5 separate regions of the Mus musculus genome follow, and regions 1, 2, 4 and 5 are each linked to region 3. Evidence: chromatin contacts called from public Hi-C data. All regions are on one chromosome and are shown on one strand. Each heading gives the region's core, a stretch centred on a gene start, on an enhancer-like site or on the middle of the called end of the contact. The rest is flanking DNA. Distances are from core to core; before and after follow the strand shown.

Evidence for each region. Hi-C and Micro-C count contacts between places; a contact is called where the count stands out from the background.
Region 1: a contact with region 3 is called in a Hi-C map of cerebral cortex, with 4 times the contacts expected there. The contact joins two enhancer-like sites. A contact is called at or near these places in 2 of 484 Hi-C or Micro-C datasets (cerebral cortex and cortical neurons).
Region 2: a Hi-C map of cerebral cortex shows a contact between it and region 3, with 3 times the contacts expected there. The contact joins two enhancer-like sites. A contact is called at or near these places in 3 of 484 Hi-C or Micro-C datasets (cerebral cortex, muscle stem cells and ventral hippocampal neurons).
Region 4: a contact with region 3 is called in a Hi-C map of cortical neurons, with 1.8 times the contacts expected there. The contact joins two enhancer-like sites. A contact is called at or near these places in 10 of 484 Hi-C or Micro-C datasets (cortical neurons, embryonic stem cells, gonadal supporting cells and 2 more).
Region 5: a Hi-C map of cerebral cortex shows a contact between it and region 3, with 5 times the contacts expected there. The contact joins two enhancer-like sites. A contact is called at or near these places in 2 of 484 Hi-C or Micro-C datasets (cerebral cortex and cortical neurons).

Annotation. Positions count from the first base shown.
Region 1 is chr13:68,704,864-68,709,452 of GRCm38.p6, forward strand. All of the region lies in intron 14 of Adcy2 (adenylate cyclase 2), which reads right to left. Among named protein-coding and RNA genes, the nearest start is that of Gm34903, 100 kb to the left of the region's middle. Within about 2 kb of position 2,723, at least 41 of the 459 cell types and tissues checked have an H3K27ac peak or open chromatin away from gene starts, as enhancers often do. A contact at or near this core is called in cerebral cortex and cortical neurons, where this site is marked.
Region 2 is chr13:68,747,569-68,751,923 of GRCm38.p6, forward strand. The region is part of intron 4 of Adcy2 (adenylate cyclase 2); the gene reads right to left. Among named protein-coding and RNA genes, the nearest start is that of Gm34903, 150 kb to the left of the region's middle. Within about 2 kb of position 2,478, at least 33 of the 459 cell types and tissues checked have an H3K27ac peak or open chromatin away from gene starts, as enhancers often do. A contact at or near this core is called in cerebral cortex and muscle stem cells, where this site is marked.
Region 3 is chr13:69,458,545-69,463,538 of GRCm38.p6, forward strand. No RefSeq gene overlaps it. Among named protein-coding and RNA genes, the nearest start is that of Gm35514, 65 kb to the left of the region's middle. Within about 2 kb of position 2,592, at least 9 of the 459 cell types and tissues checked have an H3K27ac peak or open chromatin away from gene starts, as enhancers often do. A contact at or near this core is called in cerebral cortex, cortical neurons and muscle stem cells, where this site is marked.
Region 4 is chr13:68,812,166-68,817,204 of GRCm38.p6, forward strand. All of the region lies in intron 3 of Adcy2 (adenylate cyclase 2), which reads right to left. Among named protein-coding and RNA genes, the nearest start is that of Adcy2, 180 kb to the right of the region's middle. Within about 2 kb of position 3,731, at least 14 of the 459 cell types and tissues checked have an H3K27ac peak or open chromatin away from gene starts, as enhancers often do. A contact at or near this core is called in cortical neurons and muscle stem cells, where this site is marked.
Region 5 is chr13:68,888,605-68,893,124 of GRCm38.p6, forward strand. The region is part of intron 2 of Adcy2 (adenylate cyclase 2); the gene reads right to left. Among named protein-coding and RNA genes, the nearest start is that of Adcy2, 110 kb to the right of the region's middle. Within about 2 kb of position 1,422, at least 17 of the 459 cell types and tissues checked have an H3K27ac peak or open chromatin away from gene starts, as enhancers often do. A contact at or near this core is called in cerebral cortex and cortical neurons, where this site is marked.

The DNA.
Region 1 (4,589 bases), core at 1,473-3,972, 750 kb before region 3:
TATTTTATATTATTTGTGACTATTGAGAAGGGTGTTGTTTCCCTAATTTCTTTCTCAGCCTGTTTATTCTTTGTATAGAGAAGGGCCATTGACTTGTTTGAGTTTATTTTATATCCAGCTATTTCACCGAAGCTGTTTATCAGGTTTAGGAGTTCTCTGGTAGAATTTTTAGGGTCACTTATATATACTATCATATCATCTGCAAAAAGTGATATTTTCCAGTCTTTCACTTTGAAGTAGTGTCTGTCTTTTTCCCTGAGATGGTTTTCCTGTAAGCAGGAAAATGTTGGGTCCTGTTTCTGTAGCTAGTCTGTTAGTCTATGTCTATTTGTTGGGGAATTGTGTCCAGTGATATTAAGAGATATTAAGGAAAAGTAATTGTTGCTTCCTGTCATTTTGTTGTTAGAGTTAGGATTCTGTTCTTGTGGCTGTCTTCTGTTAGGTTTGTTGAAGTATTACTTTCTTGCTTTTTCTAGGGTGTAATTTCCGTCCTTGTATTGGTTTTTTCCCCGTTATTATCCTTTGAAGGGCTGGATTAATGAAAAGAAATTGTGTGAATTTGGTTTTGTCATGGAATACTTTGGTTTCTCCATCTATGGTAATTGGGAGTTTTGCTGGGTATAGTAGCCTGGGCTGGCATTTGTCTTCGCTTAGTGTCTGTATAACATCTGTCCAGGATCTTCTGGCTTTCATAGTCTCTGGTTAGAAGTCTGGCCTGCCTTTATATGTTACTTGACCTTTTTCCCTTACTGCTTTTAATATTCGGTCTTTATTTAGTGCATTTGTTGTTCTGATTATTATGTGTCAGGAGGAATTTCTTTTCTGGTCCAGTCTATTTGGAGTTCTGTAGGCTTCTTGTATGTTCATGGGCATCTCTTTCTTTAGGTGTGGGAAGTTTTCTTCTATAATTTTGTTGAAGATATTTGCTGGCCCTTTAAGTTGAAAATCTTCATTCCATTCTACTCCTATTATCCGTAGGTTTGGTCTTCTCATTGTGTCCTGGATTTCCTGGATGTATTTTTGAATTAGGATCTTTTTGCATTTTGCATTTTCTTTGATTGTTGTGTCCATGATCCCTATGGAATCTTCTGTACCTGAGATTCTCTCTTCCATCTCTTGTATTCTGTTGCTGATGCTTGCATCTATGGTTCCTGATTTCTTTCCTAAGATTTCTATCTCCAGAGTTATCTCCTTTTGGATTTTCTTTATTGTTTCTACTTCCATTTTTAGATCCTGGGTGGTTTTGTTCAATACCATCACCTGTTTGGTAGTGTTTTCCCGTAACTCTCTAAGGGATTTTTGTGTTTCCTCTTTAAAGGCTTCTAGCTGTTTGCTTGTGTTTTCCTTTATTTCTCTCTTTAAGTCCTCCATCATCATCATGAGAAGTGACTTTACATCCATGTCTTGTTTTTCTGGTGTGATGGTGTATCCAGGACTTGCTAAGGTGGGAGAGTTTGGTTCTGATGATGCCAAGTAACCTTGGTTTCTGTTGCTTCTGTTCTTATTCTTGCCTCCTGCCATCTCTCAAGTGCTTGCTGCCCTCGATATATCTGATTGGAGCTTGTCCTTCATATAATCCTAGTTGATTCAGGACTCCTCAGAGTCCAGCTTTCTCTGTGATCCTTTGATTGTGGGATCCTGTGAACCTGAGATTCTAGGTGTATCAGAGTTCTTTGCAGTCAAGCTCCTCTGAGACCCTGAAATACTGGTGTGGCCCAGCTCCTGTTATCCTGGGATCCTGTTGTCCTAAGATCCTGGGTGTGTTACAGTGCCTGGAAATGGTGTCTCCTTTGAGGACCTTGGAGCTGTCTGGTCTGTTCGGAACCAAAGTAAACCAGAACTGATCAAAAGGAACCTGAGCCTCTGTCCAGGAAGGGCTCCAGTGTCCTTGTTCCTGCTGTCACAGGCCTGTCACAATTGGATTGGAACTGATGTTGGATTGGAACTTAGGATCACCAGTGATCCTAAGATCCTGTGAAGAGTCCTCTAGGGACCGTGGGGGTGTCTGCTGACTCCTTGCCCAAGGTGACCCGGTGCTGGTGCAGACCAGAAGGGACTTGTGCCCCTGGTTAGGCTGGTTTTCTGCTTCCTTAATGCCATCTCAGGTCCCTCGAGATTGGATTGGAACCGATGTTGTGTTCCACTTACCAGTGATCCTAAGATCTCGTGGAGAGTCCTCTAGGGACCGTGAGAGTGTCTGCCGACTCCTTGCCCAAGGTGACCCGGTGCTGTCGCCAACCAGAAAGGGTTGCAATCTCTTTCTTAACTGAAAATTATGAAGCATTTTCCCCCTCAGTCTTTTGTCTTCCTTGGGGATTTTTTTTTAAAACAACCATTCATCTTTCCAGTGATCGACAGCCCCTGCATCACTTAGGATGTAGGTAATATAGAGGTTCACCTAACAGATAGATGCAGGAAAATGAACTTATGCACTCGCCAGTGGCGCTGTGCCCCAGTTCCCTGGGCGATCATGACTCCACGACAAACTTCTGCTCCCTGGCAGCCCTAGTGGAGCACACACATTTCTCTCACATACCAGCTGCTTCAGGCCTGGTACTAGAAAGGAATTTAATTTGTTGGCATTTTTGAACGGAAGGCTGATCAGCTGACAGTGGGAAATTTCACTGAGGAAAAATTTTTTTTTAAGCAGAGAAGAAGGGCGCCTTGGGGGCCCATGCCTGCTGATGCTAATTTGTAAAAAAGGAGGAAATCTGGTGGGAACCTCTCCAAAACAGGGGAGACAGCTGAGGAACTGTGTGCATGAGTAATGCCCTGGCTGGCTATCACTCCTGTGAATGCCAGGGTTCTGGCTCAGTGCCCAGGATGAAAACCTTTGTTGTATAGAGGGGAAGATAGTGCTTGCTTCTAATTGCTAAGCATCTTTATCAGGAAAGGGTGCCACTCAATCTGAGCAGGTTAGCTGCCCACAAATCCTGGCTGCACTACACAGGATAAACGGCAGTACAATATTGAATCCTGGTAGATTGAAAATGCTTTTTTCTTTTCTTTTTTTGGCTCCTACAGAATACGCAGTGACTAGAGAAAATCTATTTCAGAATATATATATATATATATATATATCCATTTATAATAAGAAGGATGAATTTCCTAAAACTTCCTTTAAGCTATAAAACAAAAGTCATCTTCTTTGGAGACAGCCATATGAAAGTAAGTGTGAGAGGAAGGACCCTTTAGGAATTAGGATGGCAAAAGCAGTGGATAGAGCTCAGGGTATAGATCCTGTAAGCAGAACAGGAATCTGTGTTCTGAGCAACCCTGCCTTGGCTATATGTGGGGATGTGACTGGATCACCAGTCTGGATGCTGCTCCTGTCTGTTGAATGACATTGGAACCAGACCTCGGGTGTCATGGTGGAGGTAGACCGTTTCTATCCCCCAATTTTGGTGCATCTCCTAAATGAGGTTAGGTTATTTCTTTAGAGGGAGGATTGGTACAGAATCCTTTATTAGTGCTCAGTCGATGCCCATCAGGGATCACTATTTTCCCTTGTCAAAAGACTGGAACCTATTCCTGTTCTTGGATCGAGACCTTGCATTTTAAGTTACTCCAAAAAGTTAATCCAACCGGGCCTGTCAATCACCTGACATGGAACCACTTCTAAGGCAGGCGGATTCACCTTGAGCCATGCTGAGGTGATAGAAGGAATAATGTACTTTCCCTTATCAGACACTCTGCCCTCAGAATTGTCACTTGCTGAGGGCTAGGCTAAGCCTGCCTGATTTTCTGAATTACTTGGCAAAGTGTAAGTTTTTCTTTTTTCCATCTCTTTCTTTCAGATACGTGCCATAATCCCAACCTTTAAAGAAAGAGTGAGGGGGCACCTCTCTCTCTGTCTCTGTCTCTCTGTCTGTCTCTCTGTCTCTGTCTCTGTCGCTCTCTCTGACATTTCTACCATACAGTTGCTTACAAATGGCACAGGTTTCCTCTCTTCTCCCTTTTCCATTATTTTCCTGTAGGAATCCTCTCAGATTTAGAACTTACCTGTGATGCTTTTTTTTCTTTCAAACTCTAATAAAACTTTCTTCAAGACTGTCTCTGGGTCTGTTATTAAATTCTCTTACTAATGAGTCTAAGAACACTGAGATGAGACTCCAGTTCCCCCAGTTACAATATAATGCTTTTTGTCAGTTGGTTAGAACCTGAAGGACTCTATCCTAAAAGACAGGACTTGCATGGCTCACATTTCTTCCTGTGTTTCACGTCTCTCTTAAAACCAGCTGGAAACTGACCTATGACAGTGGGTAGATTTAAGATGAAAGAAGGGTGCATAATTCACAGAACTTACAAAAAAATGAAGGAATGGCATTTGTAGAGCAGGTGTTCATCTTCATCCCATGACACTGTGTATGTACATATGTGCACACAAACATGTGCAGCGGTGCTTTCCTCTGCATGTGTGCTGTGGCGGCCTGAAGTTGACACCAGGTACCTTCCCCTATTGCTCTCTGCCTTATTTTTCAAGATCAAGTTTCTCATCTAACCTGAAGCTTGCCATTTTGGCTAGAATAGTCGACCAAAAAGATCCCAGGATCCACTTGTCTCTGACCCCATCCAGCGCTGGAGGTGCA
Region 2 (4,355 bases), core at 1,228-3,727, 710 kb before region 3:
TGAGGTTTTTCTTTTAAGTGCTAATAAAATTGTCTTTGACTTTTTCTTTTGAATCCACTCTTGAATTATTTTCTTCAGGAGACTAAGAAAACCCTGATGTCTTCTGCATCCTCTGACAACTAAAACGGGAGAAGTTACAACCCAGTAACATTAGCACTGATCAGAGATTCAGGTCCAAAGAAAAACAATCACCTGGTAGACTGTGAGCTGAGCCCAGCTGGGCACCAGCTCTGGATGCTTCCAATGCCTGGAAAGTGCACATGCCCAGTATATTCTAAGACACGGTGTTCTGTATGTGCCTCACCTCCCCTTTTCCTCCTTTCAGACCTTATGGAGTACGTTCTACTGCAGAGAACATTCTTCCCCTGGGTCCTGGATGACTGATCCCTTCATGTTGTTCCTACCCACCTTCCTTAGTTAAGGCTATTTTAAAACAAATTTTCAGACAAGCTTATAATACCTTTACTCCCTCATTCCACATTTTTCCATGCCCAAACTGCTTTGGGACCCCATGTTCCCCCTTGCAGTGGTCATTAAATCCCACTAGAATTATATATTTATATCTGGTACATATTTGTTCAGACTGTGTGATGGTTTGTATATGCTTGGCCCAGAGAGTGGCACTATTAGAAGGCATGGCTCTATTCGAGTAGGTGTGTCACTGTGGGTGTGGGCTTTAAGACCCTCATCCTAGCTGACTGCAAGTGAGTATTCTGTTTGCAGCCTTCAGATGAAGATGTAGAACTGTCAGCTCCTTCTTCACCATGCCTGCCTGGATGCTACCATGCGCTAGCCTTGGTGATAATGGACTGAACCTCTGAACCTGTAAGCCAGCCCCAATTAAATGTTGTCCTTATAAGTGTTGCCTTGGTCATGGTGTCTGTTCACAGTAGTAAAACCCTAACTGAGGTACTGTGTATTTTCAATATTGTGTGTCCAGCATCAAACACAGATCCCAGAGCCTGACATGATAGAGAGACAGTATTTGCTGAATGAATTCAGCAAAGAATGCATGAATGAAGGACCAAAGGCCTTATGACACTTTGAACAGAATTTCCAGTGTATTCATTACATCATCTAATTCTTCAATGACAGATCTTAGGAAAATATCCGGCTTATGTCTGTTACTTCTTAAGAAGGCAGCATGTAAATTATAGCACCTTCTTGACCCTCAGAGTCCTCAAGGGCTGAAAGCTATTGAAGTAAATGCCTGCAGTCAGTTGTGGGCTTTTGCTGTCAAGTGTCAGGAGGAGATGAGAAGATATCCTTACATATGTCAACAAAAATCGGAATATGTCCTGAATTTCATTTCTGTTCATTCTTGAAACCATCTGATTTTCTCTAAAGAAGAAATCATGGAGAACATACTCTGTACATATATGTATGGAAGCTTCATGCATGTATGGGCATATTTACATTCACACATTTAAATTTTTTTTTCTTGTATATTATGTTAGTTGCTAGGGATGCACAGGTTCTTGGGGAACTGTAGACCTGTGGAGATTTGATATTCTTTTCAACACCTCCCTGAAGGGCTTCTTATTTCTGATGTCCGCAGAGCTGAAGAAGTAGTATTATCCCCATTGTTTCTGCAGATCCAAGCCTGAACGCTCAGGTAAACCACTCAGGCCAAGGCTCCTCCTGTGGCAGACTCCAGCTGCTGACGGGATGGAGCAAGCCCAGCCCAGAATGCAATGTAGAGGGATGGAGGAGAAAATGAATAACATATGAACTGAAGCCTGCCAAAGCAAAAAGAAGGCACATTTTCTGCCAGGAAACAAAAATTCAGACCAGCCTTGGAATGGAAGACATGGCTAGTGGGAAAATTCAATTAAAAACCATATTTATTGATTACTTTGAATAAACTACATTAGCATAATAGAGAAACTTGGTGCTTCTTATGCCAAGCAAAAATATCGCTCAGTCAGTGCAAAGATTTTAAAAGGACTGACTAGATGTGTGCTGGGCTGAAATTAGATAAAATGTTGACTCCCATGCAGTGGTTTCTGAGGGAGCAGCATGTGATTTTTTCACACTATGCACCACCCTGCCTGAGCATAAGTCTGTTTTCATTTAGGAATGTGTTTTCATCAGCTATTGCTGCAAAAATAATCACCTAAAAATAGTAGGTTGGAAAACACTGAGACCTTCATCCTCATGATGTGGGAAAGCGGGGCAGGTGTGGGGCAGGTTCTGATTTGGTTGCGGCTGAAGCAGACGACTGGGTTCAGTCAAAGTCCTGGCCATGCCGTAGGCTCTAGTTGGAGGTCTGTGTGGCAGTTGCTTCTGGCAAACTCAGACGCTTTGGTTCTGTTTTCCAAGTCTGGCCATGTGTTCTTCCCTAGGCCATGCAGGCCTCTGCTGCCATCCCAAAGCAGCATTCTCAAAAGTGAGAAGGCGACTGGCGTATCCCCATGCAGCGTGGGCTGTAGAACTGCACACTGTCACTTCCCATTTGTCAAAGCAAGTCAGTCCCAAGCCCTCGCAGACTCGCAGACTTGCAGTGTAAAAGAATCTGGCCACCTCAGCCTCTCTCTCCACATTTTGCATTCTTCTGATATTCATTGACCCAAACGTAGGTGGAGCCAAGGGCGGTGGTTTCTGCAGTAAGTCTGGCAGTTTTAGTTTGTGAGCCATCCCAGGAACTCAGAAACTACAGCTTTAAGTGCTGGCTGAGTTACTTTGGACTCCAACTTGATTCTGTGAGTTCCTTTTGTTTCTAACTCTATGCTCACAGATTCATCTGATCTTTCCTCTGAACCCTGGCTCTGGGCTAAGCTTGCGCTGTGCAGGATAACACAGAGTAGGGCTGGGCCTCCCAGGAACTTTAATGTTACTCTCTACCATTTGCTCCTATGGAAACCTCACACCGGGCATACCATTCTCTTAGAGAGAGAGGGAGAGAAAGAGAGAGAGATAGAGAGAGAGAGAGAGAGAGAGAGAGAGAGAGAGAGAGAGAGAGAGAGAGAGAGAGAGAGAGAGAGAGAATAAGTAAAATTAAGCAGTTGCCCACAGATGCAGTGGCTCTACATTCATTATAAGGTTATTTACCCTATATGAATTAAGGATTTTACAAATCCCTATTGATTTTTATTTTCAGTTCTATGCTTGCCCTCCACACATAGGGGAATGAAAGAGTCCTTACTAGAGGTTTGCTGTGTCATTTAAGAAAGTATTGTTATAATGACTTTAGGATACTGCTTGACATAAAGGATTCTGAATGTGTCAGTTGCAATGGGCACACAGTTGTCTCTCTCGGGCAGCATGACTCCACACATCACTCTTTTCTCCGAGGAGTCAGGCTTTTAATCAGCAGTGCTCACGTGACATTTAACTTCATGCTACCCGCTCCCAGTTGTTGCCCAAAACAGGCAGAAATGATAAATTTCGCTTATATAATCTTTGTGACTCCTAGTGTTTATCAAAGCTATTTAACGGTTAATATTTATGACTCAATTTGTCAGTAGCCATAAGGATATGAACAAGGTAAATGCCCAAATTTATATTGCATTAAAACTATAAAAGTAAATTTCTGCTTTGCCAATATCTAACCAAATGGACCAACACTTTTAAAAGGCAACAAGAAATCCCAACGAATAAACAGATATAATTCGTAGTAACCCAACAAAGTCAGGAGATTCTCACCAGTGTCCATAAACCCGGGGAGGAATAAATGAGAAAGCGTTTGCAGTCTCTGTGCAAGGGATGAGGGGAATCCCTGAACTGTGGGAAAAAGCAAGGGGCAAGGAACGGAGAAACTGGAACTTTTTGTCTTGGTGAGGAAGGAAGGCCTCCCTCTTGCCCCAGCCTCCAGGCAGAGGAATGAATGTGACTTTATTAGTTCTCAATGAAAATATTAAGTGCTTGCTTTCATGGGCTGTGCACAGTAGGAAAAGAAAGTCCGATCAGTGTGAGCAACTCAGCTAGACTATCCCAAGGGAGCACTCCCAAGCCACCTGAAGCACGGCAGATAAGATCCAAGACATCCATGGCTGTCACAAACTACAGAATAAGCAAGTCTTTCACTCAGAGGGAAGGGGATGAAGGCCAGAAGGCTTGTATTGAACTTAGCTACTTCAAGGTGAAGTTTCCCCCAGACTGTAAATAAAGCAAGAATCTTGTCCCTCCAAAGTCACTACTGATAAGTTAGCAGAGGGAACAGGATGGCTCTCCTGCTGACACCAAAGCCAAGGCTTGCTGGAGACAGATGCGCTGAGCCTTGGACACCAGAATTGGCACTTCCTCCCAGCTAGTGGTATTGGAAAAATATTTTTCAATCCGAGGTAGCTAGCTCACCAAGGGCCAATATTTCATCAATCTCCCACATATTGTGAAACTTTCATGTTATTCTGTTT
Region 3 (4,994 bases), core at 1,342-3,841:
AACTTTTGAAAGAAAATTTTAAAAATTGAGTCTTTCAGCACATGATAATTCAGTCACTAGCCAATCCTGCCTGGGTCCCACTGAGCAAGAAAAAATCCCCCAAAGTTCTGTCAACAGAGCGTGCTCTGGAAGTCACCTGATGAACAGCACCCTTGTTCATGGCCAGAGACCTCCAACCAGATGTGTCTGTGTCTCACTCCCATGAGCTCCATACTGCGTTTACAGCACCGGCATTCACAATCGAAATCAGGATAGATGTTTCTCAAAAACCTGAATTATCCGACAACTCAGCTGTGCCTCTGCTGGGATTCTGGGTGCTGCAGAGATACTGCACAATCATGTTAGCTGGCACACCATTGCAATAGTTAGGAAGGGTAACTAGCCCATGTTGGAGTTACCTTTTCGACACTGTGTAAAGATGTGTCTCTGTATTTTCCGTTGTTAATTCTGTACTGGCAGAGATCTGAATGCTGCAGGATCCTGGTATTGTCATTTCCATGGCCCCTCAGCAGCCTTGTCCTTCCTCACTAGCCTAGAGGCAATGCAGAATTGTATCTGATTGGCTGTAATCAAGAGCTGACAGACAATAGCTGGGCAGGAAGTGGAGGGCAGAGCTTCAGACAGACAGACAGACAGAGACAGAGAGATACAGAGAAGAAAGAGTTGAGGGGGATTCACCAGTGGACATGAAGGTATATGGATCCAGCAGAGCAAAGAGGTAGCCTTAGCCTCATGGAGAGATGTAGTGTCAGAATTACTCAGGTTAAGCTAGATGGCTGGCTGGGAGACTGTCCTAGCTAAAACGCCTAAGCTTTAAAATATGAACAAGCCTCTGTGTCATTTTTACCACCAGTGGGTCCAAAAGTCATGCTATAAGCCCAGATTCCCTTCAATAAATGAATGGACAAATAAAACATGGTACACACACACACAATAAAATTTTATTCAGCCGTAAAGAAATCTAAAATCATTATTAAGATGGGTAGACTGAAATCTATTATAATTTTAAAAAATAATACACATTCAGAAAGACAGATATTATGTAATAAGCATCTCACATGCCTATTCTGTATTTTAAATTTTATATTCATGTAGAAATTTGTGAGGGGGTATAAATCATTAAACTAGAAAAAGGGGCAGGAAAGAGGGAAAGGAAGATGTCAGGAAAGAGGGAAAGAAAGAGAGGGCAGGAAAATGAGTGTGGTAGGAAAGGGAAATGAAGCTACTGCTGGAGAGGCCCGGGATTTGAAGCTACTGCTGGAGGGGCCCCGGCTAGCAAAGCTGACATTAGAGATGGGGGAGGGGAAGAAGGCCGGGAGGGAAAGCCATCACTTAGTATGCTGTTTGGAACAAAAGTATATCATGTAATGTGTTGTTTATATTCAAATAAAACTGTGGCATGTTATAATAAATGAAAAGAAGTTAAGAAGTTGTCATTTAAAGAAGGCCTGCTGCAAATCACTTAATAGATAATGAATCCTGGGCTCACTCTAAACAATATGTAGTAATTGTAAACACTTTGGGAATATCTAAATTTAGGAAAGAGTTTCAGCTACTCCCCTCAACACTAAGTTTTAGATTTTCTTCAAAGGAAAACTGTTTCATTTCCAGAATGTAGAAACAATTAAAAGTCTCTTCTATTAATTACCTTCTAATTTGCAGTCTTGCGAAGTCACCATGGAGCTGCGCTGAGGCGATGGCGCCGCCTGGAGGCCAGTGGTGAAACTCTCTGACCTGAAGTCCCTGGTAGTGAGGCTAAGGGAACCATTTTCCTACAACTCATGGAAAATGCCACCCTTCTCCTTTCAACAATTCTTTCCAAGGAAGAATAACTTTCCCACCCACTTCTACTTACAAATAAAATATTAAGCTGCCTCTGTGCTTACAACTAATATCAAGGTGCCAAGGGGAAGACAGCTGGAAGTGATCTAGAAATATCACCCAACTGCCGACCTTCGAGGCCCCTTCCAAGAGACCCCAGAAACCCCATTTCCTAAGCTGTAAAACGTTGGTGCTTTGTCCCTAATCTATTTCTTAGTTGCTGTGGATGGAGTATCTTTACGTCTAAATGCCTTGTGTTCTTCTCAGAAGAGTCCAGAGGAGTTGTGCTTTGGGAAAAACAAAAACAAAAACTCGAAACCTCCCTGCCCCGTGAGTCCCACTCATGAGCCCCAAACACCTAGATCCCCAACCCCATAGTCCTCTGAGATCTCAGCCACTCCCGAGGGTCACTCCTGCCCAGGTGGGTTCCACACATGTCTCCTCATCAGTGAAGAGCAAGCTATGAGGACGGTCATATCCATCCACTCGAGACTCCTGGGTGTGGGCAGATGTCTGGAAGTGACGTGACGCCCAGACTTTCCTCTCCTTTCCAGAGCTTGGTGCATGAAATTCCCCCTAAAATAAAGTCACAGGTTAGCCAGGCGCCTTTTTTGGGTGAAGAGATCTTAGCTTGTGGGAGTAAGCGTGTCAGGTGTGAAGAACGACAGACACCTGTGAGCCCCCAGACAAGAGTGGAAACTGCAGAAAGGAAGAAAGTGCTCCAAAGCTCAGAGTCCAGCCGCTCACTGGCAGCCTGGGTAGAGAAATAGCGCCCCCCAGTGTCTCTGGTTTGCACCAACTGGGTTTCAGTTTTTGTTTGGTTTTCTCTCACGGTCCTGTGGTCTCTGTGTAGAAAAACGATTCACCCTTGTTCATATTGCAGCAGCTGACCTCAGGTACTTGTTCAAGAATTCTAAATTGCTTCCAGAAAACAGGATGAGCACACTCCAGTGTAGTGCCAGGGAAACAGTGACCCCCTCGCCCCCCCTCCCCCAAAAAAGAAAACCAGACAGAAGCCAATTTGATGCAACTCACAGCAGGGTCTTTATTCAAGCTAGCTCACCCCACACACACACCCCCAACGCACCGCTGTCACAGAGAAAGTTTTTTTGGGGAGGATCCCCGAATGTCTATAGGGCAAGACTTTATAGTAAGCAGCAAGCAGGGAGTACATGTGCAAGCATCTAATTGGAAAGCTCCTGTGGCCTTTAACATAATTGGTTGGTGCTGGGAGTCATATCATAAAGTTAACTTCTGCTCCCCTCTGCATTGGTGGTTGTTAGGCAAGGGGTGGGCTTGTAACCTGGGGGGGGGTGCAGGTTTGTTGGGGAAAAAACCTGGAGACCTCGGTCTTGTTGATGGTGTAACCTGGAAACGCTGGTCTTGTTGGAGATTAGCCTAGAGACTGGAGCTAGGCTCCGGTTTTGTTGGGTGGGGCAACTTGGAAACTAATGCTAGGTACCAGCCTGCTAGTTTACCTGAGTTCAAACTTAGGTTAGGTTCTCTAAAATGGAGTTTGAATTTAAAAGATTTGTCATTTCTCCAGTATGTCTCTCACCAGTGATTTCTCACGTGGCTTTTGGAGGTGATCAGTGGAACTTAAGAAAAGTTGAATTAAAGCATGCTAATAGTTACACACACACACACACACACACACACAAATGTCTGCCAGATGACCAGCAAGGCACAGAAGATGGGAGGCGTGCATGAAAACAAGGTATGTGTGGTCGGCTTGGCATGAGCTGTGTTTAGGCCCACTTCCCTGAGAGGTGACTGGGTGCAGATGTAAAATGGTGAGATCTTCTTCCCTGCTGTTCACATACCGAGCGAAGGCATCTCTGTGTTCCTCCCCACTCTTAGCCCCGTGGACACCCATGAAATCTCACATCCCACATGCAATCACACACAGCGATTGGTCCAGGGAGCATAGGATATGACAAGCTGACCAGCTCATTGGGAGGCATCCAGGTAAAGAAAGAAGAGATTAAAGCAGCCATGACATCTAGCTAGTGGCCTGTCACTCATGGCTGAGTCAGGTTATTCTCTTCCTGAACATAGGCACTTTCACGGAGCACAGTGACTGAGACACAGCAAGAGCATTCCACTGGCTGTGTAAGGACGGACTAAGAAAGGAGTTGGGGGGAAGAGAATAAGAGGAAGAGAGATCTCCCTACCCCCACCCTCATCCCCACCCCCGAAAAAGACCTATAAGGAGACTCTGTGGTTCCCCCAACACTGCTCTAAGCTCTGCGTTAGTCACTGTGCCCTGCAGCTATACATCCAGAGTGCCCTGGAAGAGACATAGGGAAAGGTTAATCTCCCTGACTCTTACCTTTTCAACACAGGACTCATTCAGTGTCAAAGACTGTCATGAAGCAGCTATTCCCAGTGAACCTTCTGGTTACAAATAAATGTGACCAGCACTTGGGAGGCAGAGGCAGGCAGATTTCTAAGTTCGGGGCCAGCCTGGTCTACAGAGTGAGTTCCAGGACAGCCAGGGCTACAAAGAGAGAAACCCTGTCTCAAAAAAACAAAATAAAAATATAAATAAATAAATAAAAATTAATTAATTAATTAAAAAACCAAATAAGTGTACCAAACAAACAAACAAAAAAAAATGTGGCTGTACTACCAGATTCCAGGCTGCTGCAGTGGGGATGGTGTACAGAGGATAGTCCTCTGCTTTCATCCTGGCTGCCTCCAAACTTCCTCCACAACACCCCAAGCCATGATGTAATCATCCCAGGCAGTAGTCGCCGTGAGCTGCCTCCATCACCGGGCAGAGATTCCATAGTACTCTTGCCCTGGCATGCACCTGACCATGCCATCTGGTGAACTTGATGTATTGACACTGCCACCCCAATGTTACTGAGTCACAATCAGCTAAGCTTCTCTCCTCATCAGTTCAAAAGGCATCTGCAGCCTCCAATGCAGCCCACAATCATGCTAAGTCACTCATGCAACAGAAGAGCTGTCTGCATCACTGAACAGCCTCCATGCTCCCAAGACTCATAATTATTAGTTCAAGCTGCCTTTGTAACCGTCCAGAGCCCACCTGTCACCATTTGAATGAGAATGTCCCCTGTAGGCTCCTATGTTTGGATGATTGGTCCCTAGTTAGAGGAACTGTTTGGGAAGGATTAGGGGGTGTGGACTTAGAAAAGGTATGTTAC
Region 4 (5,039 bases), core at 2,481-4,980, 650 kb before region 3:
ATACAGTCAATATTTTATCTTTTGTCCTTGCATCTACAGTAAATTGTCCATTCCCAGTTTATGACCTATAGTTATCAGACAATGCTTTCACTGTTAACCTAGAAGGAATGTTTTCCCTGGTCATAAATTTGTTCCAAGCCTGCTTTATATCCTAGTGCAATTAGCCTGTGACACATGAAGGTTTATAAAGCCATAATTCATATTGTAGAGGGCTCAAAATTACTTATATAAATTTATGAGTTCTATAGAATCATTATTAGGAATTATGAAATTATCAATTTGTCTACATAGCATTGCTACAAGAGATTAAGTACATCTTCACTCATCGGCAGAAAATCTGCCCAGCATGGTGAGATGATGCCCAGGAATTATTATACTATTTTAATAATGACAGGAAAGGCATAACAGCTGCAAGAAGTGATTCTGAGATGAAGTCTCTTTGGGCCTTGCCTTTTAGAGTTTACCCATAGCAGTCCATGAAATGATATGGGCCATCTTCTGAAAGGTCACTTATATGCTTTTGACCTATTCTAGATGGATCCTGACAGTAGCCCCTTTCACATTTACTGAGGAGGCCTCACAGATGCTTTACATTATATTTGATATCACAGTGATGCCTTTATGTGTATGCACTGTCCCTTCCTATAACGCGTGCAGGTGCCACCTTGAAAAAGCCATGATGACTTTGGACATGAAGTTGTCCATTAAGATTGAGCCTGATGAGGATACAGATACACATTTCATTCTCTAAAAGGAAGTGAAACCCATCCAGGCCTGACATCTGCTCGGGACACTAGAACATCCAAAAAAAAAAAATTGAGGAGAGGGTGTTTGGTTGGCTGTCTTAGTACTTGGTTGACATGCCCCTCTCCATGGATGCCCTCTGTAAGCCAGTGGTTCTCAACCTGGCTGACACTGTGACTCTTTAATACAGTTCTTCATACTATGGTGATTCCCAGCCATGAAGTTATTTCTTTGCTACTTTGTAACTGGAATATTGCTACTGTTATGAATCTTAATATAAATTCCTGGTATGAAGGATATCTGATATCCAACCCCTGTGAAAGGGTTACTTGATCCCTAAAGGTACCATGACTCATAGGTTGAGAACTGCTAGCTTAGTTATAATAAAAACCTTTGGGTTCCATGTCTCAAATAGTGCATTCTTTATGGTAACCATGCAGTCTGACAGTCAGATCCTGGTTCTTGATAAGGGGTTAAGTTTCTACATGTACATTCATGGCATATACAGGATGCAATGTACTTCTGGTGTTTTGGTTTTATAAGAGCAGCTTAGGGAAATGTTTTTAAGCACCTAGGAGAATGGCAATGCCCAAAGATGCAGAAACATGGCTATTTTCTTGGAGGTGGTGTTGGGGGTTATATCTATGGCCTCAAGAGTGCCAGGCCAGCATTTTGCCAGTGAGCAACTTCCCAGACTGAAATGCAACATTAGCACAGGGCTCAGAACTCCAGCTGTGTTAACAGCACACTCACGGGTGAACTCCACATAAGTGGCTTCTTGCTCCAAAAAGAGAAGGTAAGAGGTGGCACTGTACAACTCTCTGCTCTCCTTGAAATCTTCAATTCTTGTGACAAATCACTACGTTAATGTTCACCTTCGCCTACCTCTTTAAAGAGCCAGTCGGCAATGTGTGTCTTGTAGCTTGAATTATTCCAAGAATCCTACTTCAAACCTCCTGAGGTTTGAAGCTGATGTCCAGCAGAGGAACACAGGGTCCTAGGTAGATGAAGGCTCTGTGTCAATAGGCTTCCCTACCAGGCCTGTCTTCTGCCTGATGACATTATTTCTTAAATGAAGGATAACTTGCTCATGAGTCCATTGGTGTATATTTAAGTATGCCCATTGGAACAGATGCCTCATTCTTATCTGATAAAACAAATCATGCTCAAGTCAGTATGTGACTCTATGGTTTCTGGTTATAGGGACCCTATTGAGAATGTCACAGTTAAACATTCAGGGCAGCAGTATCTGCAAAGCTATATACTTCTGCAGTGTTTTGGGGAAGGCTGTCAAGAGAAAATGCTGTGCAAATGCATCTTCTGCCTCAGGGAAGTGATTGGAAAGACAAAGTGAAGCTTCCCTGGATCATTTCCTGACAAGTGTCGGGGCACTAGGATTCGAATTTGGGTGTGCCACACAGGCACCTTGCACACAGAAAAGACAGGTGCATGCCTGGAATCCACTCCAGGAGGTTCAGTTAATTGATCTTTAACATAATTATCTCCATGGGACTATGCTGTGCAGGACCAATGGAGAAACGTAACGTCAGGTACAAAGCAGAGGAGTCAGCTTTAGCACTTTCAGAGCCGAGCAACAGTCCGTGTGGAGAGAAGAGCTGAGAAGTTTTCATCATGGATGGAATAATGGAGAATGCTAATGAGGACACACAGTGCTTCATTATCCAAACATGAAATGTGAGGCCTGGATGAATGCTTTAAGCAGAAGAAACGATATCCTTCCACTCACTTGGGGGAATGGGGTGTTCTGTATTGACTGTTGAGAGAAGAGAGCACCTGTGAAAAGGATTAGGCACCTCCAGGAAGGAGGGGAAAGGCAGAATGGGTTTGATAAGAGTGAGCCAAGGCCAGCTCTCTCATGTCACTATGCTGTGTAGGGGGCATTTCAGAGGACCATGGCAATGGGTAGACTCGGTGTCTAGGGAAGGAAGTCAGTAAACAGAGTATAACGCTAAGGCCTAGATTCCTGGGAGGACTTGTTTCCTTATGACCTACGAAAGGATGCTTTGAAATGTGCCCTCTCAGATGATGAGCTATATACTTCTGTGTACAGATAAATTGTGCCTCTAGGCACAGAGCCAATATACAATAGTTTTCTAAGGAAACAGAGACTATCACATTAAAACTGGATACTATGCCAGCCATCTGAAATTATCTATCACTCCTGTGTTCTTCTGTTGCAGCATCCCAGTGTTCTGAACTGGCTAGTCTGGGTGAGCAACTGTAATAAATTTAAAATCAGTAAGAAGGACCGTACTCCAGAGCCTGCAAGAATGTACCCAGAAAGAACCCAGCTTACAACCAGTGCTCCATGTATACGATCATGAGCCAAGTCCACATTTAAATATCAAATTGTCTTTCATAAATAATTTGTTTTCATAAACCAATTTTTGTACTAATAACAGAGATGAAATATTGTTTGTATAATTTTTCGTGTTTCTGCTCCATTTCCACTACCACATTCCATTGGTTGGAGACCCAAAGGAACATACTGAGAACATCGAGTGAGTCTCCCCTCCAAGGGAGGCACAGGCCAGTGTCTGTATCCCACCCAGGCCCTCAGCAAGAGGTTTCCTTCATGCTGCATCAAATCTGGCATCAAAACATCTGCTAGCATCCCCTCCAAAATAACGTGTCTCCCCATCTAATTAACAGCTCTCTCTCTAAGGTTGACCGCAGTCTTAGGATGACAGCAGTGGGGTTCTGTGCCCACAGCATTGCATTCCAGAAAGCTCACCCCTGTATTTAAATGGGGAGAAACTCCAGTTCCATGGCTTATCTACTTTAGAGTTAATGACTGCCTACTAAGCTAATAGCTATTTTCATTGCAGCAGATGAGACCCCGTGCACTAAGATCTAGAAACAGCTGGTCTGGTCTGTTAGTCAAGACTTTCCTACCCCTGTGTCTGTGGGTGCTTGCACTACCCCCAACACATACACACAAAGACAAGGCAGGGTAAAACACCATATGTCTGTCTCCTCAGGCTCTCCTGTGATTGGATGTGGCAAGAAGCCAGATGAGTGGTATGTGGGAGGAAGGGTTCTCTTGAAACTTAATTTACCGAGAAAGAACAGCAGGTGCAGTTCTTGGGATGCATCTAACTTCCTGCTCCCTCTGCTTGGTATTTTACCAGATGAAGTGGTTGGATCTGCAGTAGTCTCTCACAACTGTGTGGAAAGCGAGTAGACCCCTGGAGGAACCAACCCCAACATCACTAACACATTGGACCATGGGCAGGATCCATTCTTCTGAATGTTTTTATGCAAAGCAACTGATTCCCATTTGTTCAAGCTTCTGTATTTTGGCTTTCTCTTTCTCCCAGCCAAATTTAAGGCTGACTCATATTTGGGAAGCCCAGGTGACTCAGCAAACAGCCTTGCCTGTGTCATAGCGGGAGCTCCATGCAGCTTTTCTGAGAGTGTTTGTAAATTAAATGAACAAGTTGAGACCACATATAAAAGCAATGTATATGGTGTACCTTAAATAGTCTGGCAAACCAATAAGAAAAGAAATTCAGAACAATAAAAAAAGTCACCCTTCATCTAGAGGCAGAAATACCAAGATAGATTTATATGGTAGATGTCTACCATTGTATCATAAGACCAACTAAAAGGGACCTTATGAAGGTAGTTATAGAGAGAAGCACAAAAGGGACACTGTGAATTGGCTCAGTGCCCGAAGGGCTGAAGGATGAGAAATAAAGGCGATGAAATGAAGAAGACATTCAAGAAATGACCACTTGGTACACTCTAAAAATATATCCAAAGGTGGCCGTGGATACACCACGTTCACTACTTGGCTACTATGTGGGAGGTGCTGGCTTCAACTCCATCAGAGTCCAAACCAGACCAAATGAAACCAAAGAGCTAGACAATCAAAAAAAAATACACCCCTCCTTCAAGGAGCATTTTATATAATTATGGGTTGCAAGCTCCGATGGGGGATCTGGATTGAGTTCAGTGTGGGTGTACCCGCCTGGTACCTGATGTGCATCTTCTCTATTTACCAGTATTTATTTTAACTTTATGAGACTGTTCTATAATCACACTGTTTCTCTCTTCCCTTTTCTCTCTTCAAACCCTCCAATACACCCCTCCTTGTTCTCTTTCCAATTCATGACCTATTTTTTCCCATGAATTATTGTTACATACATATATGTATATGCATATATGCCCCTAAATACATAAATACAACCTGCCCCGTCTGTATAATGCTATATGTATATATGTTTTCAGGACTGGACCATTTGGTACTGGATAACCAATCCTTGTGCTCT
Region 5 (4,520 bases), core at 172-2,671, 570 kb before region 3:
GACTTCAAATTTTAGCAAACAAACTACCGCATACATGAGACTGAGCTTGGGGGCGCTTGTGTGAAAGAGCAAAGCCGGTCTCGCATCCCTGAGGCTTGGAGTCATTGCTTCTGAGTTACCAAAGGTGCTTGGGTGCAGATGGTCCCGCTGTAGTGGAACAGGTTAGTGCTCCCTGGCAAAGAGATTAAACATAGAATGACCCTCTGATCCTATGGTTCCACTCCTTAGAATGATATTTTAAATATATGCATGTACATTTTAATCATAGGATTTGCATATCAGTTAAAAGATGAGAACACAGATACCCAGCAGTGGGTGGATATCACCTGTCATATCTGCACACCAGAATGTGATTCACGAATAACGTGGATTAAAGCTTTGGTATATGATACAATGTGGAAGAGCCTCAAAGGCTCCACATTGTAAGATTCGCTTTATATAGACCATGTGTAGTTAGTAAATCCAGAGACAGGAAGCAGATGCTGATGACCTGGTTGGCAAGGTCTGTGAGCAGGCCTGTGGGGCAGTAGAAGCACAGAGATCGCACAGCAATTGTAGACTTCCCTTGGGTGATGGGAAGGCATTTGAGTTGGACAGAGATGTCCATTGCCCAATACTGAGAATGTACTGAATGTCTCTGTATTCTTCACTGTAAAATGGCTAACTTATATTTTATGAATTTCACTTTTATAAAAATCAATATGAAACCACTCAGAGAAATTTTGAGAATGGAAATGAAAATGCTTACTAGGTAATAAAATGAGAGCATTTTTTTTCATTGCAAATGAGCCAGAGACAGAGGAGCAAGAGAGAGAATATAAGCATGTGGTAACTATAGCAAGAGAGCCTGAGGTCATAGGCCTCAGGGGAGAGAAAGGCATGTGACTACAGTCATATACACCATGAGAAGAGGACACAGAGACCTGGTCAGCTGTGTGGGCATGGCCAGATCACCACAACTGTTATGGTGTGTGTTTTCTTTGAGTGTCCAAGTGTGAATGACCACCAGGCTCTGGTGACCACAGACTCAGGACAATGCAGCCCAGAGAGTGGTGGGCTTCATCTTCTCTTGCCCATTCTGCACATTTACAACATAAAGGTCTTGTCTACCTCCATGCTATGGTTCCAGGATGGCACTTTGCAAGCTGTCTTTGTATTACCATCACACTTGCAAGACTACACAGAAAACAAGACGTTTACAGCCTAAAAATAACTGAATTCCTAAAACGTGTCCTTTTATTTTCTTCAGGACATTCTAAGAAGGACATCCATTCATTCCTCAAAAAAAAAAGCATGGGTTCCTCTGAGGGGGCAGCATCTCCTACAGAATGAGGAGCGAAGGCTCGATCACAGCTCTGAGCCGTTACAACTGAGGGGATGAGTCTGCCATGCATGCCAGCTGTCTTCATGGCTGAGAGAAGGGCCACCCTTCCTACCCAGCCCCACTCTGAAGAGACAATGAAATGGGCTCTAAACATCTTCTCTATTTGCTGCAAGTTCTGTCATCGTGGAATGACAGCCAAGGAGAAAGCCATCGTGGGTGGGCAAAGTGACCAGAAGTCCTCGGGAAGCCTGAGTTTGGTGTGGGCCATCTGCTTCAAGCCCCCGCTTCCTCCCCTTCAAGCTATATTTATATGGGCTGTCAGGATAAAAAATGTGGGTGAGCAGATTAACATAGCCATACTTTTTCTAGCAAACATGTTTTTTTCTTTTGCCTCTTCAAAATAAAAGACTATGGAGATGTTGCTCTCGGCAGAGCACTAGCAGTCAGCATGACACACATTCCGTTTTTCCTGTTCTGTGTGTGGATGAGACCCAGCACTGCTTTCAGGGGCACTTTATGCAGTGAGCAATGATCTGTCCAGACAGAACAGGATTGCCTCCCTCAGGAAGCCTCCCTGAGGCCAGTATATGAAGAAAATGTTCAGGGAACCAATCACATTGTTTCAAGTCAGTTACTAACCTTTGCAAGCATTTACTGAGGGCTAACCTAGCACGATTACGTTTCCAAAGTTGAGGTAAGCAATTGCAACAAATCAAGCCCAGGGTTCCAGCATTGGTGCTTCAAGAGCTCAGGCAAAGACCCCTGTGTCACCCACCAGTGTGACTTGGCCAATGGAAGTCAAGTTTAAGGCTTCTCGGAGGAATGGCCTTTACACCTTATTAATCTCAATAGGTTTTCAGATCATTAGGTCTAGTTTCTAACTCCAAAGAGCACTGTATGTAAATGGCTCTGGCACATCTAAAAACATGTTGGGCAAAATGCTCCAGAAACTTCTCTTGCAGTCTCTAGGGTTTCCATGTTACCATGGGGACATGAGATTCCTCTTAGCTGTACTTTTCTCTCTGTGTGGGACAAGAGCCTCAAAATCAAAGCAAGATCACTGTTCTCAAGACTGCAGGAAAGGCAGGTGGCAGAGTATCTGAAGTGGCCATGTTCATGCCAGTAAAGGGGCCACAAGTACTCGTTCTCACTGAACCTCTGCAAGACACACACATCTTCCTGACTTTCGATTTCCACTCCTCTCTAGCTCTCAGAGCTTTTCTCTCTGCTCACTGACCTGTTCCTTTTGTACCCACCTCACTTTATCTGGTGATGGCCCAGTTTCCAATCACAAAGGCACATACCACCAAAGCTTATCCTTAGCCATGTTCTCTTCTGGCTTTGAACTTCCTGTGTACATTCCTGGTATCTGTCTGTTGTTCTGCCTGACATCCATGACACTGTCTCAGGGCCTTTCCACCTGGCAAGAATATAGCTTATATAACACACTCTCTCCCTCTTCTGACCTCTGACAGCTCAGTGAATCCTTTCTTGTTTGTATCCACTCAATTCCTGTCTCCATGTTTCAAGACAACCAGTTCAACTTCCTGTCACCATTTTCTTCTCGGTTAGGGGAAGTTTCATAAGTGTCTATGAAGCATAAACACAACTAGTGTGTCCTCTTAGAGTAGAAAAAATAAATGGTGCATGATATATCTTGTCACCTTTTCTCCCTGGCAGTCATAAAATGACAGTGTTGGAACTCCTCTAGTATATATCAGGAAGTGAGGATAGAAGGTCTCAGATGACTGTAGTTATGCAAACACCTGATTCGTATTTGTAGTATTATCTCCCAAGTCAATAAGCAGAGCTCAGCTGGTCTAAATCCATACCAAAGCTACATATCCCTCCTCTGTCCCATTAACGTTATATTTATAAAAGTGGATTACTTTTATATGATCAGTTTGCTTTTTAAAACAAATATTTTGTGGCACAAATCTATAGATGTGAATATATTGATTTCACTAGTTCACGACTAGTTCACTTATGGCATATGCTTTCCCTGAGTGCTGATCATTCCTAGCAAGGCAAGTACCCATGAACTGATTTTAATATGTGTCCTCTGATCGACCTTGCTTCAAAATTCTATTTTCCCTTATCCAGATAATACTGCAAAGCTTGTGCTTCTGAGTGTAGAGATCTATGGCTTTTCTTTCTTAGATGATGGCCTTCTCTGGTCTGCCCTAAGAACTCTGCAAGACATGACACATCTAGTGCTTCTCACCAACTTCACTCATCATGTTTATAGTTCCTATTTATAGATTAATGCCCCCCCTTACACAGTGAAGGATACTGGTACTTTAACAGCACACCTTGATTTACTAAGAGCCAAGACTGCAGTGTTCAGGGCTGCACCCGATGTGGGAACTGCTTCGTAAATTTTGTTGTCTTTACAAAATGTCTATTATATGTGTTAGTGTGACACAAGCTCATCTTCCTCAAAAGCACCTCACAAAATGCATTTCTAAACAGTTCACTGTCCTCTTTGGTATAATTAGCTTCACCATTAACTATAAACATGTTGATTTCTGAATTCACATTTTTTCTATTTAATGAATCAATTACAAAAAAACAAAAAACAAAAAAACAAAACCCTTCAGCTCTCTATTAGACAGACACTGGCCAGATTCTCATAGCAGGCAGCTGCAGTAAATCTGGGAGCAGCCCCTGCTCACAGAGAATGTAGGCTGCAGTACCTACCATGGCACCTTCTCTCTGATCCAATCCCTGTAATCCCTGAATCCTACATAAAAGACTTCCCAGGACTGCAGTCATGAAACTACTGTTAATCAACAAAAGGGAAGAAATGGCACAGGCTTTGTGCAGTCAGCCTGACAGTTGAGACTTTTTGGGATGCCTATGTACTTTGGGGTTTCCAGAAGTCAGCCCAGAGGGATTGTCACTTTCAAGTTCATGAGGAAACATGTTGCTTTAGGATATACCAGCTAAGGAGGCAAACAAACAAACAAACAAACAAAAAACAAAACAAAAAAAACCCTTATTCTGCCCAGTGCTTTGTGCTCCTAGCAATACAAGCTTGCAAAAAGGAATTTTGAAAAGGTAGGAGTGATAGGGGCGTCACCCTGTCTATCTGAGCAGAAGGAGCTAACTCTTCTTTCTGTGGATTAAGACTGACTCTTGCCAGTCTGGAGAGATCTAGACTTGGAAAACTAGAAGCATCATTGACTTAACTACT